2 separate regions of the Drosophila melanogaster genome follow, and region 2 is linked to region 1. The links are chromatin contacts, called in public Hi-C maps. All regions are on one chromosome and are shown on one strand. The core of a region is the stretch at or near the end of the contact, and the rest is flanking DNA. Distances in the headings are between cores, read along the strand shown. Region 1 holds the start of GstT3 (Glutathione S transferase T3). Region 2 holds the start of RhoGAP19D (Rho GTPase activating protein at 19D).

Evidence for each region. Hi-C and Micro-C count contacts between places; a contact is called where the count stands out from the background.
Region 2: a Hi-C map of the Kc167 cell line shows a contact between it and region 1, with 1.9 times the contacts expected there. The contact joins the promoter of RhoGAP19D here to the promoter of GstT3 in region 1. A contact is called at or near these places in 1 of 1 datasets of contacts at CTCF or cohesin (the Kc167 cell line), 23 of 107 Hi-C or Micro-C datasets (the D17-c3 cell line, the Kc167 cell line, the OSC cell line and 11 more) and 2 of 6 datasets of contacts at active chromatin or transcription factors (both in the Kc167 cell line).

Annotation. Positions count from the first base shown.
Region 1 is chrX:20,464,811-20,472,724 of dm6, forward strand. GstT3 (Glutathione S transferase T3) reads left to right here and starts at 2,645. Exons shown (of 5, transcript NM_001298566.1): 1 at 2,645-2,960; 2 at 3,397-3,602; 3 at 3,737-3,883; 4 at 4,226-4,648; 5 at 4,710-4,986. The coding sequence starts at 3,766. The coding sequence ends at 4,855. It overlaps tbc (trabuco), which reads left to right. Exons shown (of 9, transcript NM_001298565.1): 7 at 1-288; 8 at 344-621; 9 at 690-2,255. The coding sequence ends at 778. It overlaps RhoGAP19D (Rho GTPase activating protein at 19D), which reads right to left. Exons shown (of 15, transcript NM_001298567.1): 15 at 5,145-7,914. The coding sequence ends at 7,224.
Region 2 is chrX:20,506,275-20,514,188 of dm6, forward strand. RhoGAP19D (Rho GTPase activating protein at 19D) reads right to left here and starts at 4,420. Exons shown (of 15, transcript NM_001298567.1): 1 at 4,245-4,420; 2 at 3,092-3,193. It overlaps CG1812, which reads left to right and starts at 5,270. Exons shown (of 4, transcript NM_134553.3): 1 at 5,270-5,813; 2 at 6,628-7,477; 3 at 7,557-7,914. The coding sequence starts at 5,634.

The sequences.
Region 1 (7,914 bases), core at 1,395-3,894:
GTTTGGTCTGAATCTGCATCGGATCGAGAAGGACGTGCAGAGGTGCGACAGGAACTACTGGTACTTCGCCAACGAGAACCTGGACAAGCTGCGCAACGTGATCTCCACGTACGTGTGGGAGCACCTGGACGTGGGCTACATGCAGGGCATGTGCGACCTGGTGGCTCCCCTCCTGGTCATCTTCGACGACGAATCGCTCAGCTACAGCTGCTTCTGCAAGCTCATGGAGCGCATGATCGAGAACTTTCCCAGCGGCGGGGCCATGGACATGCACTTTGCGAACATGAGGTGAGTGCGGGCACTTTCAGTCGGACTAACTAAATAAATAACCCACTTCGCACAGGTCCCTCATCCAGATCCTCGACTCGGAGATGTACGATCTGATGGACTCGAACGGCGACTACACGCACTTCTACTTCTGCTACAGATGGTTCCTGCTGGACTTCAAGAGGGAGCTCGTCTACGACGACGTCTTCGCCACGTGGGAGGTGATCTGGGCGGCCAAGCACATCGCCTCCGGCCACTTCGTACTCTTCCTGGCCCTTGCCCTGCTGGAGACCTATCGCGACATCATTCTCTCGAACAGCATGGACTTCACCGATGTCATCAAGTTCTTCAATGGTGCGATACATGGCATACAACTTATAAGTAAAATTATACCAATTGCTATATGGTTCTTGTGGTTTCAGAAATGGCCGAACGCCACAATGCCCAATCGGTGCTCCAATTGGCCCGGAGTTTGGTTCTCCAACTGCAGATGATCATCGAGAACAAGTAGAGAAATGGATGGGCAGAACCCAGCCGTATATGTAGCTACATAGAGCGTTATTATAGAATCTAGATTCAGTAGTTCAGTCAAATTTCGTTTGCCAAATAACACAGAAACGCACTATGAAAACGCAGACTAACAAACAAACAATAAGTAATAAGTATGTGTCGATCGATGTCTTCGCTATAAAGTATTCAAATTAGATTTGTATGCGACCAGAAACCACTGAACCTGAACCACTAATCCTGTAACTGTAATCCTAATGGTAACTTAACCATAGTAGGTCTAGTAAGTTCTTCCCAAACTCCTCAAGCATATCCCCAAAGTAAAGGAAACCAGAAAACAGGGGCAGCAAATGCATAAGACTCTGATTAAAAGAATGAAATCATATATGAAATCTAAAACCTTATACAACTGTATAGACATCTGTTACTCACACTTTGCACTCGAACAATTTGTTTTCAGTGCATTGGTATACATACGCGAAAAACATATAGTACATATGTACATATAGTATGTTTTATTATGTAGAGAAAATCAGGAGGGTGCAATGTATTTATCACGTTATATCAAAGGTTCGCCCTAGTTTATCAATATACACAACAAAAAAATTGAATTGAAGGAAAATATACATTTTACCTAACTTGAAACTTTCAATATTAAGTATTAGAAAACGTTGGACTGAGTGGTTGGTTAGATGTCTATGTCTTCAACGCTCTATTGTATGTATATTATCAAAATTTCAAGTTCTTATATTATGACACTGACCAGAAAAATTTGCAACAAAAAAAAAAAGAAAAAAAGCCTAATAATATTTTAAAGGGGCTGTATTTGCAATCGCACATCACACAAAAAAACGCATGCATCAAATTATAAATTACAATTCGTTGCAAAGTAAACTCAGTACCAGCGAAAAATATCCAATTGTGTGTAACAATCAAGTCAACAATAAGTCAAGTACACCTAAACTACCATATATACATACATATGTATCTGTATGTACATATATGGGCGGCATATCGTCCGATCTTATGTGTCTACTATATCTACATATATTATGCGCTGCCAAGCCAAGCCAAATCAAGTTCCCAGTTTTATTTAATTGTATTTTATTTTTATATACGTATATTTACAAAGCGTACGAATAACTATTTCCCCCACTGTGTGATCTCTCTCTCTACACCGAGTATAAATGTTGTGGATTATCTTTATACCCTAATTTATACTCTTTGTAAATGTACCTTTTCCCGGCCAAAGAGGAGGTGGATGACACCTTGGCTCCACTTTATCTCAATTAAAAAAAAAAAAACCACATATATACGTGTGTGTATATACATACATACGTCTGTGTATATATACACGCCCACGCAAATTGTATATGAATATATATATATACATATATATAGTTAAAATGTATACAAGTACAAAGCAAAAGACGTCGGTATGTTTGAATCGGAATTAATAAATACACATACGATATATACCTAATCGAAAACGAAGTTTGCGTGGCGGATGGCTATTTCGAGATATATGCAGATAAATAAATCCCGATCCATCAGCTGTTCAGGTGAATGGTGCACCTGTTGCCACAGAACTGGCAATGGGGTAAACAATCTCTCCTTATCGAGCGATAAGACGGACCTTCCCTGGGGAGTTTCTATTCCTGGCCTTCCGCCGTTGCCAATGGCTCAGAACTATTAGATAGATTGATTATTTACTCTACAATATACATATTTCCGATTGGCCGGCGGATGTATGAAGCGCAGTTGCACTGGAATTTTTAATTATTTAATTATTGCATTATGGAATTCTCTCTTTCCTATATCTTTCGCAATATTATCAGAGGGTAGCACCTACTCAATATTCACAATAATTCGTTTTTCGATTTGCAGTGTAGCTGGTGCAACGAGGGAACTACGCCGCCTTATCTCGAGGGTTTCTAATACCTTGCGCCTATTCTCTTTAATTTTTGTTTATTCGACTCCCAGTCGCATTCGCATTCACATTTTCTACGCATCCACGACCTAGAGTATATAAGTTGGAGCAGCTGCATCATCCAGTTCATTCACTGGCTTAATTCAGTGGAGTTCGGATCTCGTCATGTCGGTGTCGTTTTTGGCCAGTTTACTGGGACTCAGCAATGACGAGGATCAGCTGCAGGTGGCCTTTGATGAGGTGCTCAAACGTAGAGGTTAGTTTAAAATCAATGTTTTGAAAGTTGAATTATAAGAGTAAAGTAAATTTAATTTAATTGTGATAATTAATTAATTTCTTCTTTATAAATATATATTTTAAAAGCAGTAGACAAAGTTGTAAGTTTAGTAAGTGTAAGGAACTCGAATTATTCTAGTTCTATTCTATGCTAAAAAAAAGAACATAATGAAGGACGGGAGAAGTTTATAAATCTGATAAACTCTCTTGGAAACTTTCATTTGTTTATTTAAAAAATGAAGTGCTTACTCCCAACATATCACACGATATCTAAAATATCTAAATATCTAAAAATCACACGATATCTAAAACTAAATATCTAATCCGATTTCTTTGGCCAGGCAGTGATCTAAAAAACTTTTAGATAAATAATAAATATTAAGTCAGAAATATTTTTTTTCTTAATTGTTTATAAGTCCGTTACTTGATTTTCGCACTAACGCGTATCACTACTGAGCGCGCAGAGCTTTTCGTTGATGAAATCCACTACGTAAAGCTCGCTCTCCCCACAATTCACCACTTCACTACGTACGACTTCTTGCCCCGCCGCCAGCTGATTTAGATTCGATCCAAGTTGTTGGCTCAGTGGAATAGCTGCAGTTGCCCACCGACCGTGTTTGTGGTGAGTTCAGGGGTGTGTTGGGTGTAGTGCTGCTATGCGGCTTTCCGTGGAGATTCTTCGGTGATCTTTGGACCGGCGCCCATTTATTTGTTTTGAAGCCTCCTCTAACCACTGCAAGCACCTTCTCTTTGCAGTTCCCTCCAGACAGCCAACCAACCTGAGGATGTCCGCTCCCATTCGCTACTACTATGACCTGATGTCGCAGCCCTCGAGGGCGTTGTTCATTATCTTCCGGCTGAGCAACATGCCCTTCGAAGACTGCGTGGTTGCCCTGCGCAATGGTAAGGGTAACCGGTGTGCGGGTCAAAGTGTGTCCATGTGGTGGACAGGAGTGCCAATACCTCACGTATCTCAAACGAAGTACAGAACGTAACGTCTTTTTCACTGATCAATACACAATCATTTTGCGCTTTAGCCACATTTAACAATTGTACCTTGATAAAAGGATTTATCCATAAAATATTATTTAGTTTGTGAATAAGTGCGTTACGTTGATACAACTGTTAGTTTAATAGTTTTGGTAACATCTGTGCTTTTTTTTTTGTATGGCTCCACCCGCCACTGCCACCGCCACCACCATTTATGGGTGCAATCTAATCTCGACTACGGTCTTTGCCCCACAGGCGAGCACTTGACCGAAGACTTCAAGAAGGAGATTAACCGCTTCCAGCGTGTGCCCTGCATCCACGACAATGGCTACAAGCTAGCGGAGAGCGTGGCCATCCTGCGCTATTTGAGCGCCAAGGGCAAGATACCGGAGCACCTCTATCCCAAGTACTTCGTTGACCAGAGCCGCGTCGACGAGTTCCTCGAATGGCAGCACATGTCCCTGCGGCTCACCTGCGCCATGTACTTCCGCACCGTGTGGCTGGAGCCGCTTCTGACAGGACGCACACCCTCCGAAGCCAAAATCGAGACGTTCCGCATGCAGATGGAGCGCAACCTCGACGTAGTCGAGGAGGTCTGGCTGGAGGGCAAGGACTTCCTCACCGGATCCTCCCTCACCGTTGCGGACATCTTTGCAGCCTGTGAAATCGAACAGACACGTGAGCATACTTTCAGTTTGAGATAATTACAGGTTTCTTATTATTCACTCATGCAATCCAGGAATGGCCGACTACGATGTCAGGATCAAGTACCCCAAGATCAGGGCGTGGCTGAAGAGAGTGCGCCAGAGCTGCAATCCGTACTACGATGTGGCCCACGAGTTCGTCTACAAAATCTCCGGAACGGGTCCACAGGCCAAGCTATAAACTCCAACGTTCACAAAGCCATTCTGTACATAGATCATTATCATTGCTGGGTACTTATATGTAGTTGATAAACAAAACGATAATAAAACAGAGCTTGTCGCTGGTTTATACTTGTACAATTTATTCGTAATATTGGTTGTTTCTTTTTTATTGTGTTGTCAGCATTATAGAAAATCCACATTTACTTGTTGTTCAAAAAAATCATAATACAAATAAAATATATATAGATGTATACATGTATAATAGAAAATACAATTTTTAAAAAATAACTACCTAACGTCTAACAAAAAATTGTTTTTAGTTAATCATAATATTTATATAGCAACGTTACGCGCTTGGGTACTTTCTATATACTTCTTTACTTCCGCCTTCTCGATTTTTTTCATTTTCTGCCATCGGGTAACAAAACAAAATGCGTACAAAATATATAATCTTTATATATATATATCCTTTTTGGGGGTGGTGTAAATCATAATTGTGAATGAAATCAAAAAAATTAACTCGTATATACAGCAAAAAAAATGGGAGGAATACTATACAACTACTATCTAATCGCTTAATCATATGCATTTGCATGTACTTTTATGCGTTCTTGTATTTTCCAAACTTAAATCATATACAAACTACACAAAAATATATAATATTATATATGTAAATGTAAATTTATGCCGTTTCTCGTGCGTCACATGGTAAACATATAGTCGCTTTATCAATCAAACCTAATTTCGAACACGCCATCCCTCTTCTAGTCGCCTGTCGGGATAATCGGGAAAATGTATCCCCTACTTCATAGCTTTGTAGCTGCACCTATATCATGCATTTCCGCCAGCACCATTCTCCAAATAAATAATACAAAAAAAAAAAAAAATTGGTTCATCAAAAAACAATTTTGTGGGTGGAAAAAAAGGTTAACAGAATTTAAAGCCAATAATTTAAGGCACCAAAATGGGGATCATCAGCCCTAAAATTTTTGTACAACAGGTACAGAGGTACAAAGAAGAAAAGAAAAACAAATGCACATCTAAATCAAGAACAGAACTGATCCCTATGCAGGACCTAGCACAACTTGGTTGTCAAAAGGACTCATCCAACTCAATGGTGCACGGACACGGACAGGCGACTATCCATCAATTGTTCCTTTACCGTAGGTGGTTGCTTATGCGATTTCTCTGTAATGTGTTGTATAAGTTTTACAAAATAGTTCTCTCTTTCTCTTTCTATCTCCCTCGCCTTGTCACTCGTTATGTGTATATATCTTGCTCTGTCTCTCGCAATATATCTGCCATCTTTGCTTGGTTCCCATTTAATTTGTGTGTTTTGTGTACTTCGTGTGTGCGAATAAATTACTTCCTGACCTCGTACAGATTGTTTTGCCTGCGTTGCATTAATACGATTTGTTTTCCCTCGAAGTTGTGCCTTCTCATTACAGGGTATTAAGCAATTCGATCTCGGATCCTTGCTAACTGATTAGTTTAAGTTTTCCTGGGTCGAGTTTCAATGGGTTATATTTGTAATATATTGTATTCGACACAACTTCCTGGGGTCTGCGCATGAATATATAAATATATTGTGATAGAATATGTAAGATTATGTATTTCAACTGCCCTGCTGATTTGTTTCGCAATCAACACTTCTCTACACGCCTTCTGGTTAACTTTTAAGACCCAATTCGGACACAACACTGCAACTGCACATTGATATATAGGTATATATAGTAAAATAGATTATGATGACTACTTTTTACAGATCCTAAGTAGCAGAAGGTACAATGCACTCCATTGAAGTAGCTTTGCCACGCCCTATTTGAATTTAAATTTAGTTTTCATCGTTTAACATGCAAAACATAGTTTTAAACGCAAGGGTCTGTGAAGCAAGACTACTTAGAGGTGTTCGCATAGCCTTTGCTACAACGATTTGCCTTTCTAGCAACTTTGTTCAGGGTTAACATTCAATTTAACTTTGTTTTTTTTTGTTTTTTTTTAAAGGTGTGTTTAGCTTTTGTGTGTTTAACAGACTATTGTTAAATATCTTCTCATTATGCCTTTTGGTTATATATTAAACCTTTCGTTAATACTCTTGTAAACTGTGGGTTTCAAAGTGTCAATTAATCAGGTTAACCACATTTAAGCAACTGCTATTTCGGGTTGGTCTTGTCGCAGCAATCTGCACTAGGAGCTATTTTTAACTATGTTTTTTGTCAGGTTCTTTAAAACGCGATATAAGCAGACTGCCTGCTTTTAGCCATATTAGCACTTTTAGCTTTGTATAGACTGTTTGCTAAGAATGTGAGTTCGCCCAGAGTGTTTCATGTGTGTTTCACCATGTGAAATTGCCACCGTCTGTTTTCTTAGTCTGGGTATACAGGTTTTTAGAAGCGACCCCGGCTAATGTTCTTGATACGTATGCCCACTTCCAGGACCTGATCGCCGTTCCCAGCGGGAGTTGTGCTGGTGCTGCTGCTGTTGCTGCTGCTTCCGCTGCTGTTGTTGCCACCGACACCTACGCCAGTTGGTGGTGCATTGGAGGCAACTCCCGCCACTCCACCGCCGTTGCCATTACTGCCATCGCTTTGGGGCGAGTTATTGTTGTTGCTGCTCGATCCGGAACTTGATGCGGGCAATGCCACACTAGCTTCGGCGCCAGCTTGACCTGTACCGAGGCGCCGCAGCACCGTGGTGGTGGTCGTTGTGGTGGTCGTCGTCTCGGCCGCGGCTGCGCCACTGCCTCCACCGCCAGATGTAGCGCTGCCCAGTTTCAACAACTGTTGCTGGTGATGGCGATTGTGGTGATTGTAGTTGATGGCTGCCAGGTCGTGACCGTGTGAGTGATTCGAGCAGCCACCATTGCTGGCGGAATAGTCGTGAGGTCCGCCTACTGTGTGCCGCCGCTTAATGGACCGATTCTGCTTGTTCTGGATCTGGCGCTTCTTGGTCAGGTTCATATCAGTCTTCTCGTCCTTGGTCAAGCCAGTGGTGCTCAATGCCTGGCAGCAAGCCACCCCCACCGCCACCGCTCCAGCTACTCCGCCCGATACTCCCGCCGCTACTCCTCCGGATGTC
Region 2 (7,914 bases), core at 3,170-5,669, 43 kb after region 1:
TTCCAAGTGCTTTGATTTGATGTAAATAACAACCCATACAAATCTACTTCAATATGATTTGCTAATGTCAATACTTTGGTCAGCTAATATCTTGTGGCCCCCAAGCAAATGTTCTTATAGAATGCCAGCCAAGTGCCTGCATCGGCAAGCGATAAAATATGTTAAATATTTTGTGTAACGCTCGGCGGCGAGTTGTTCTTGTTGGCCCCCATTTCCGGTTTTGGAGGAAAAAGGGGGCGGCACTGGGCGGTAACTCGTTTACTCAACCAAATTCGATTGCTTTCCGTCGCACTTGTTATTTCTCCGCCGCAGTTTCATTTTCACGTTCAGCAGTTTTGCCATTTCATTAGAAACCTATGTACATATGTACATACATACTAACATCTTCTGTTATCGCAAAGCGAGAAGAACAAGAGCTCGAAGCCCGAAGACAGTGAATAATAATAAGCGACGACCTTGGCATTCTTTTTTCGAGCAACAACAAATCTGGAGTAGGGCAAAACGAAAAATAAAATAAGTGCAGTGATAGCGTAGCATTTGCATAATCGGCACTGATTTTGGCTATTGGGTGTGGGAGTGGGACTTTCGCATCGATCGCCAATTATGTAGGGGAGTGGGGGGGAGGGGGAGAGAGAGTTACTTGTAATACTCATTGCCTCTATCAAGCAACTTAAATGGAGAGCATTATTCTGATCTCATCTGTGTGACATTAGTTATGTCATCTCTGTGTTTTCGCCGCCGCTTTCTCGTCATGCGACAGCAACCACGGCAACAACAACAAGTCTTTTAATTCTAGTACTTAAATTGTATAACGTTGTAATTTTCACGCGACTTGCAACAAAGCCAAACAAAGCAACAAAACGAACAATGGCCAGTCGTTGACAAATGTTTGAGCTTAATTAACCGACGACCACCAGCAACAACAAGTGACTAATAGATTGCAAAAAAAAAAATAAATAAAACGAAAAAAATGGCTAAATAAATATGTTAAATCGAAGTGCATGGCTCATGGGGTGTTGCAAAACTCGAATTGCATGACATAAAAGTGAAAAAGACGAGAGATGTAAATTGATTGCTTTTTACGCATATGCTATTTTGCAGAGCCTCACAATCTGATGTTCCGGGTGACCACTGTACAGGTAATGTGAAGCCTCCCTCGACAACGCTCTTCCCTTGAACTCTAATCCCCTCGCGTTGGCCACCCAGATCCTATCTGCCCCTGACTTCCATTCTCTTTGTACATACATACACACATATACACATACACATACATATGCATGTATTTATGTATATTGCGCGGCTTTTTTTGGGTGCAGTAATTGCAGTGCATTTAATTTCCCATCCCGAACGTGGCCGCCTTGAAACCACGACCAAAACAAAAACAAAAGCAGCAGCAACAGCAATGAGCACACGAAAAGAGTCAACAAAAATATTGTAATAAAAAAGAAGGTTAATCAAGCGGCTTGGCTGCGAACCGAGTTCGTTTCCCCCACTTTGGGTTAAGGCGGCTCGTGCTCGGGCCGCTGCCAATAGGCTTAGAGTTGAGGCAGAAGGTGAAGACAGCGGTTCCCAGGCCCCCAGCCACGTCCCTACACTGAGAGAAAGGGCTGGGCCACTTTACTTCGCATTACAAATAAGAGGAGGTGAGATGGCGAGAAAGGTTTAGATTACGATTGCCAAGTCTCAATATAGTTATTTAAATGAATCGCATATATTTTTTGAAGTTCTATGCTTAGTTTTTTTTTTTTTTAATAATAATTAAACACGTCCGAACTCGATTTCCTTTCAGTTTCGAGCTCGAGATTTTAAAGAACCCCATTGGAACCCTATTTTTTAGCAAATAAGTGAGCAAAGTTCATAGAGCATTTGTTTCTGCGCGTGTAACTTCAAGGTTTTATGTAATTTTAGTTTGTTGCTGTTTTTTTTTTACTCGCCCCTTTGGTTTTTTTTTTTTTACTTTTGCTTCTTGCGTGTTGACCAAGACACAAAAAAAAAATTGGAAAACAAAATACAAAATAACATTAGCCCATGGAGAGGCAATAACAGTAACAGTAACCAAAGTCCGGCGCATAAAGTTGAGTTTTCTTACAATTCGTGATTCGGTCCGAGTTCGAGCTCGGGCTGGAAATGCCCGTTATTATTGGCCGGCATTCGCAGGGGGCAGAAACACGTAATGGATTTAACTATTGTTGCAATAATTGCCAATTGGGCAACGTAATTCTTTGCTCATTATACATAATTATCTATTGACTTTTACCATTTGCAGCAGAGGTGCGTGTGCTCCGATTGTTCATGTCTTTATTTGCCCATTGTCCTCAAGTTAGGGGCAATGTCAACGAAGTTAAGTGGCAAAATAGTAAAACAGTAGAGGAAATGGGTAAAAAGTTGGCCGAAAGTGCCCGATAATTCCACTGCGAAATGGGAAATTTTAAACCAGCTGAGTATTGATTGCAAATTACGGAGGTTTCACGAAAATTATCCTGCAATTTTTAAGTGGGCGCTATATGGCAATATCGTTATAGCCAGCAAATACTGCGGTAATTTGGGAATAATTTCAGAAATTAAGTAATTTATTCCTGTTGATTACTTTTTTTAATATTCTTTAATATTCTTCAATGTGACAGGGGTTTTAAAGTTCGAAAAAGGTTAAATCCCTTCAAACGCAATCGTTTGACTGTTAAGGGCTACAATTCTTGTAAATGAAAATTTATTGCACTTATTTATCAAAAAATAAAAAATAATTCAGAAGTTTTAAGAATGAACACATTTTTTTATTCGCCTAATTTCTTGCGTTGTCTCTGTGAATTCTGCAGAAGAATTCTCCGCAGAGAGGAAATGAGAGAAAGAGGTCCAGTAGAAGAGAGAAGGGAGTCTGGTGGTACGTAAACAAAAAAAAAACCTAAAAAGCAGGAAGACAACTTTCGCTGCTGGCATACAACGGAAAATGGAAGACGTGAAAGATGGGAACAGAGCAAGAGAGCAATAAAGAGAGTGCACAAAATGGGCCGAAAAGTGCCGATTCTTCAATTGTTATACTGTTTAGATTTACACAACATTTTTATAAAATAAACAAAAAGCCTATGATACTTACCAAAAACCAGGAAGATTTTCTTCTCCCTTTCTGACGATTTTCTTTTAAACTTTTTTGTTGCTTCCTTTTTGTATATTTATGATTTCGTTTTAATTTTGCAAACTAGAAAAAACACAACAAAAACGGTGTGGAGCTGATAAGGCGATTTATTGTTTGTTTATTTAAGGACATTCCTCAATTCTTTCCCATTCTTTCCTCTCTTTTCTTTTCCTTCTTCTTCTTATCAATGAAATGTGAGTCAGTGGCAGCCAAAAAATCAGCAGTAACGGTCAAAATAATAGCACTTCAAAGGGCATTCTACCGTTAACTACCGATAACTCAAGAAAAGTAGAAAGGAGTGCACTCTTTTACTTTCGTGACATAAGATTGATTATTTTACTTTAAAGATACTAAAATGTTTGTTATTTTTAACAAATTTTAATTGTCAGTAAACGCGATGCTATTGATACTATTATCGTAACCGTAACTGTGTTTTTATGTTTTTTCTTGTGGACTTTTTTGTTTTGCTTTATTTTTTGGGTTCTACATGCTGCCGACGCCGCAGTTGGCGTCGCTGCTGGCAGTTTCCTCATGTGGCGCGCACACACGCACATACCGCACACAAAAACACACTCACACACACCTACACGACTTCATTTCTTTTTCATTTCTTTTCCTTCCTTTCGTAATTGCTCCGCTTTTTTGCTTCTTCTTTAAGGTTGCAGAGTGCGGGAAAGAGAAAGGAAGAAAAAGAAACAGCGCGACAATTTTCATTTGGGCCTGTGCAAAAAAACCACAAATACAGAGTAAAAATCTTTATTTCATGCACGTTGCATTTTGCACTCCAATTGTTGTTGCCGCTTCAGCTTCTGCTTCTTCTTCGCCATTTGACTGTTGCTTTCTTTCGTTGCTTCTGTTGTTGTGGTTGTTGTTTTTGGCGTCGTCGGCGGCGGCGAGCAATAAACTAATTACTTTAACTAGCGAACAACCAAAATGTTTGCCGAATTCGTTGTGTGTTTTTCTTCGCCTTGCATCGATCCTTGTATTTTTTGGAACGCCTTGCACACATTCATCGCTTGCTTTTTACTTTTTTATTACACTTTTCGCCTTTTTCTTTTCACAAAAAAAAAATTTGACGCCACACGTTTGTTGTTGTGGTTGCGCCAGCACTTACGCTGCTTTAATTACTAATGATTCACAATACAATCAAGCGATCGCGCGCGCACCGTCTGCACTTTCGGCCAAATTACAATTAATTAGTTGTGTATTTTACTCTACTTCTTGTTTTACTTGCTCCGCTTTCCACTCGATTTCGTCCGATGTGATTTTCGAGTGACCAGACCAGTCGAGTAGAGGTGGAATACGGCCGATGCCACGCAGGCTATCGATGTTTTCATGCCTGGACGTATGTCGATACTTTGCAGCAGCTTATCGGCTTATGCTGCGATATCACCACTGGACGAAACTTTGGCCATTAGTTAACACTGGAGACTATAGATATTGTGAGAAAAAAAATTAAATACAATTTTTTTACCTGCTAGCCTGCACTTTATTCTGAAATATTTGCAGTGAATAGATACAGCACGCTGAATAAATGTTGGTCCAAGAATGGAACGCGTATTTTTAAGAGTGTATTTGAACTCACCCACACTAATATCATAGTGTATTAATTTAAATATATATTTATATAATATATAATACTTAATTAGATATCTTTTCTCGTATCAAAATTATTTGCGGATCCGAAAAACATTTTCTAACAAGAAACAACTGCCTAACGTGAAATACTTCAATGTCTCTGATAAGATTGACTTTTTTAAAGAAATTAATTAATTATTCTTTTAGTATTAATATTTCTGCCTAAAGTTAACGTAAGCTATCTTACTAAGCTAAACTAAGTAACTAACATAGACTTATTTTGGTGCAAATTTAACAATTTCATTTTTAAATGCTACCATATCAATGTTAAAGGGGAAATTCGCGAGCTTTTGACTTCAAAAGCTAGCATTCTCTTATAAAAACCTTTTAAATTGCATACTCACCCGTCTCCCAATTAAAAGCACCCAGGAATACGGGTATATATATGAAATTTGAAAATATAATTTTAAACGATCGCGCTCCGCAATCGATAGCTAAATGCGCATCACTAGCGGTGCTAGCCGACTTGGCAGTTCAAACGTCAAGAGAAGAAACGTCAAAAACGCGAAAAGTAAAAAGTCGCAAGAGGGAAAAGAAGCAAAGAGGTAGCAACAAGCAAAGAAATCGCACGCGAAACTTTTTTCTCTGCCAGTGTTTAGCAATAATTTAGCTAATTTCGTGCGTATATTTGTCGTAGAACGGTTCATAGTTCGCCAAATAACGGTTTGTAGACAGCTGGCCGCGAGTGTAAACAGAACGTGCTGCCCTCTCGCTCGCACTCGCACTCGCGCACCAGAAGCTCGGTCATCTCAAGAATTTCTTATCAGACGGATTCCCCAACCTTGGGACCACATAGGTTAACATATATATAGGTTAATAGCCCGCTCTAATCTTTGGTCCGTTCCGAGAGAGTACAGCGAACAGCATGGCAGCGACGCCAGCGCCAGCAGTGACGCCGGCAGCGACAGCAACGTCGGCTGCGGCCAAAATTCCTGTGAATCCCGTGTCCCCCGAGGAGGAGACCCTTCTGCGGGGCCTCAACAAGCTGCGCAACGAGGAGAAACTCACGGACGTCACTCTGATCGTCGAGGAGCACCGATTCAAGGTAGGACCCCACCCACACCATTATAGATCCGAGCAATAGCTACATGGAACAGCCCCATCTGTGGATCTGCTTCAGAGATCGTGCCACATCTGTGGGATCAGCTGAGCTACGAGCGGTTACGTCTAGCCTCATGGACACGGCACATCGGCGAAGGCGGATGAAGTTGGGTTGCACAAGTTTGGCTCCCAGAGTGCGCATAGCAAGTATGCATAGATTATCTTTCAGAGCAACTTGGTTGTGATTAGGCTAGGTTAGTTACGACAATACCTTCAATGGCCTGCGCATAGGACAAATAGAAATCGCACTAAACCGGATTGCTCGCATCCTAAACTCGGCGGTTTGGCAGTTTGGCTAGTTGGCCAGTTGGCCATTTGGCCATTTTGCGAGCTCGTGTTAATTATATATCGGAAACCACGAAAGCATAAGGTGACTAGTTATAGGGTTAGAGTGGCAAGTGGTAGGCGAATCGATAATCGTGGCCAGCAAAAAAGCTCATCTTTACTTTCTCTTGCTAATAATACAAATACGAAAACAAATTCGCGACACAAATTGATGTGTTTCGGCCGATGACGCATTTTCATCGCGCTACCTATGAATATTTAGGGATTCCCGGAATCAGACTCATATATTCAGATACATACATAAATCCAGAAAATTCATAGAAATGTTTTATGATACAGATTTTCAGAAATCTGATTTCAAATGTTTTCAAAAATAACATGGGGAATATCAGCGTTTTTCGTTACACTTATTACACTTATAGTAACATTTTTCCCCAAGTAATCGAACGAAATACGTAATCCCAACTTTGCAGGCTCACCGCGTCGTCCTGGCAGCCAGCAGTGACTACTTTTGCGCCATGTTCGCCGACTGTGCCATGATTGAGTCGCGTAAGGACGAGATAAATCTCTACGGTATTAAAGCCAGGGCCATGGGCTCGATCATTGACTACATATACACATCGATGCTGGAACTGAACTACGATAACATCGAGGAGATCCTGGCGGCAGCCACGCACGTCCAGGTGCGCGAGGTGATTGACCGATGCACGATCTTTCTGGGCGCAAAGATCGAGATGGAAAACTGCCTGGCCATTGCGGGAATGGCCGATATCTATGGAATTATGGACTTATCCGAACGGGCCTACCGCTATATGTGCGCTCACTTTGAGGAGTTCGCGACCACATCGGACTTTAAAGAAATGAAGGTGGACCAGCTGCGCTTCATCCTCAGCAGCAACTATCCCATTGACGTGGCCGAGCAGGATCTGGTGCGTCTGGTATGCAGCTTTGCGATCGAACAACAGCTGAATGAGAGCGCTTTGGGGGATCTGCTGAGGCTGATCAAATGGCAACACATTAGCTATAAGTCCGTGGACGAACTGAGGAACATGAACTGCTCGCTGGATAAGGGAAAACAGCTGCCACTGCCTACCAGCTACTACAACCGAATAAAACAGGAGCACATGGGGCACCTACTCAACGGAGTGGTGTCCCTGAAGGATCAGTCACTGCCACAGGGACCAACAAACATGCGGGGCATGGAGCTGTGTCTGCTGAAGATCGGGGGCTTCGAGTGGAACGGCCTGACCAATGTAATAATGTGCTTTTCGCCAAAGAAAATGAATTGGTATGAGTTGACCGCCATTCCGCACATCGATCAGTGTAAGTGTTCGGATTCGAATTAGGATACATTCGTATTATATCATTGTACAGACAATATACATGTTCCATTGCATTCCAGGCAACTTTGGCACGGCCGTACTGAACAACAAACTGTTCATCGTGGGCGGAGCGTACGATGTCTTTTTGAAGGAGTACATCCATCCCTTTGGCTTCTGCTACTGTCCGCTAAGGAATACATGGATGACCATAGCACCCATTCAGCAGGATCGCTGCCGTTTCTCGTTGAACGCAGTGGGCACTCAGCATCTGTATGCGGTGGGCGGCATTCTGGACGATGATAACGAAGAAGCCCTGCGCATGATCTCCAACGTGGAGCGCTACGATATCGCCAAGAATGTATGGACCTATATGCCTAGTCTGCAGGAGAATCGCAGTCAGCATGCCGGCGTCGTTGTGGGCGATAAGCTTTACATCTC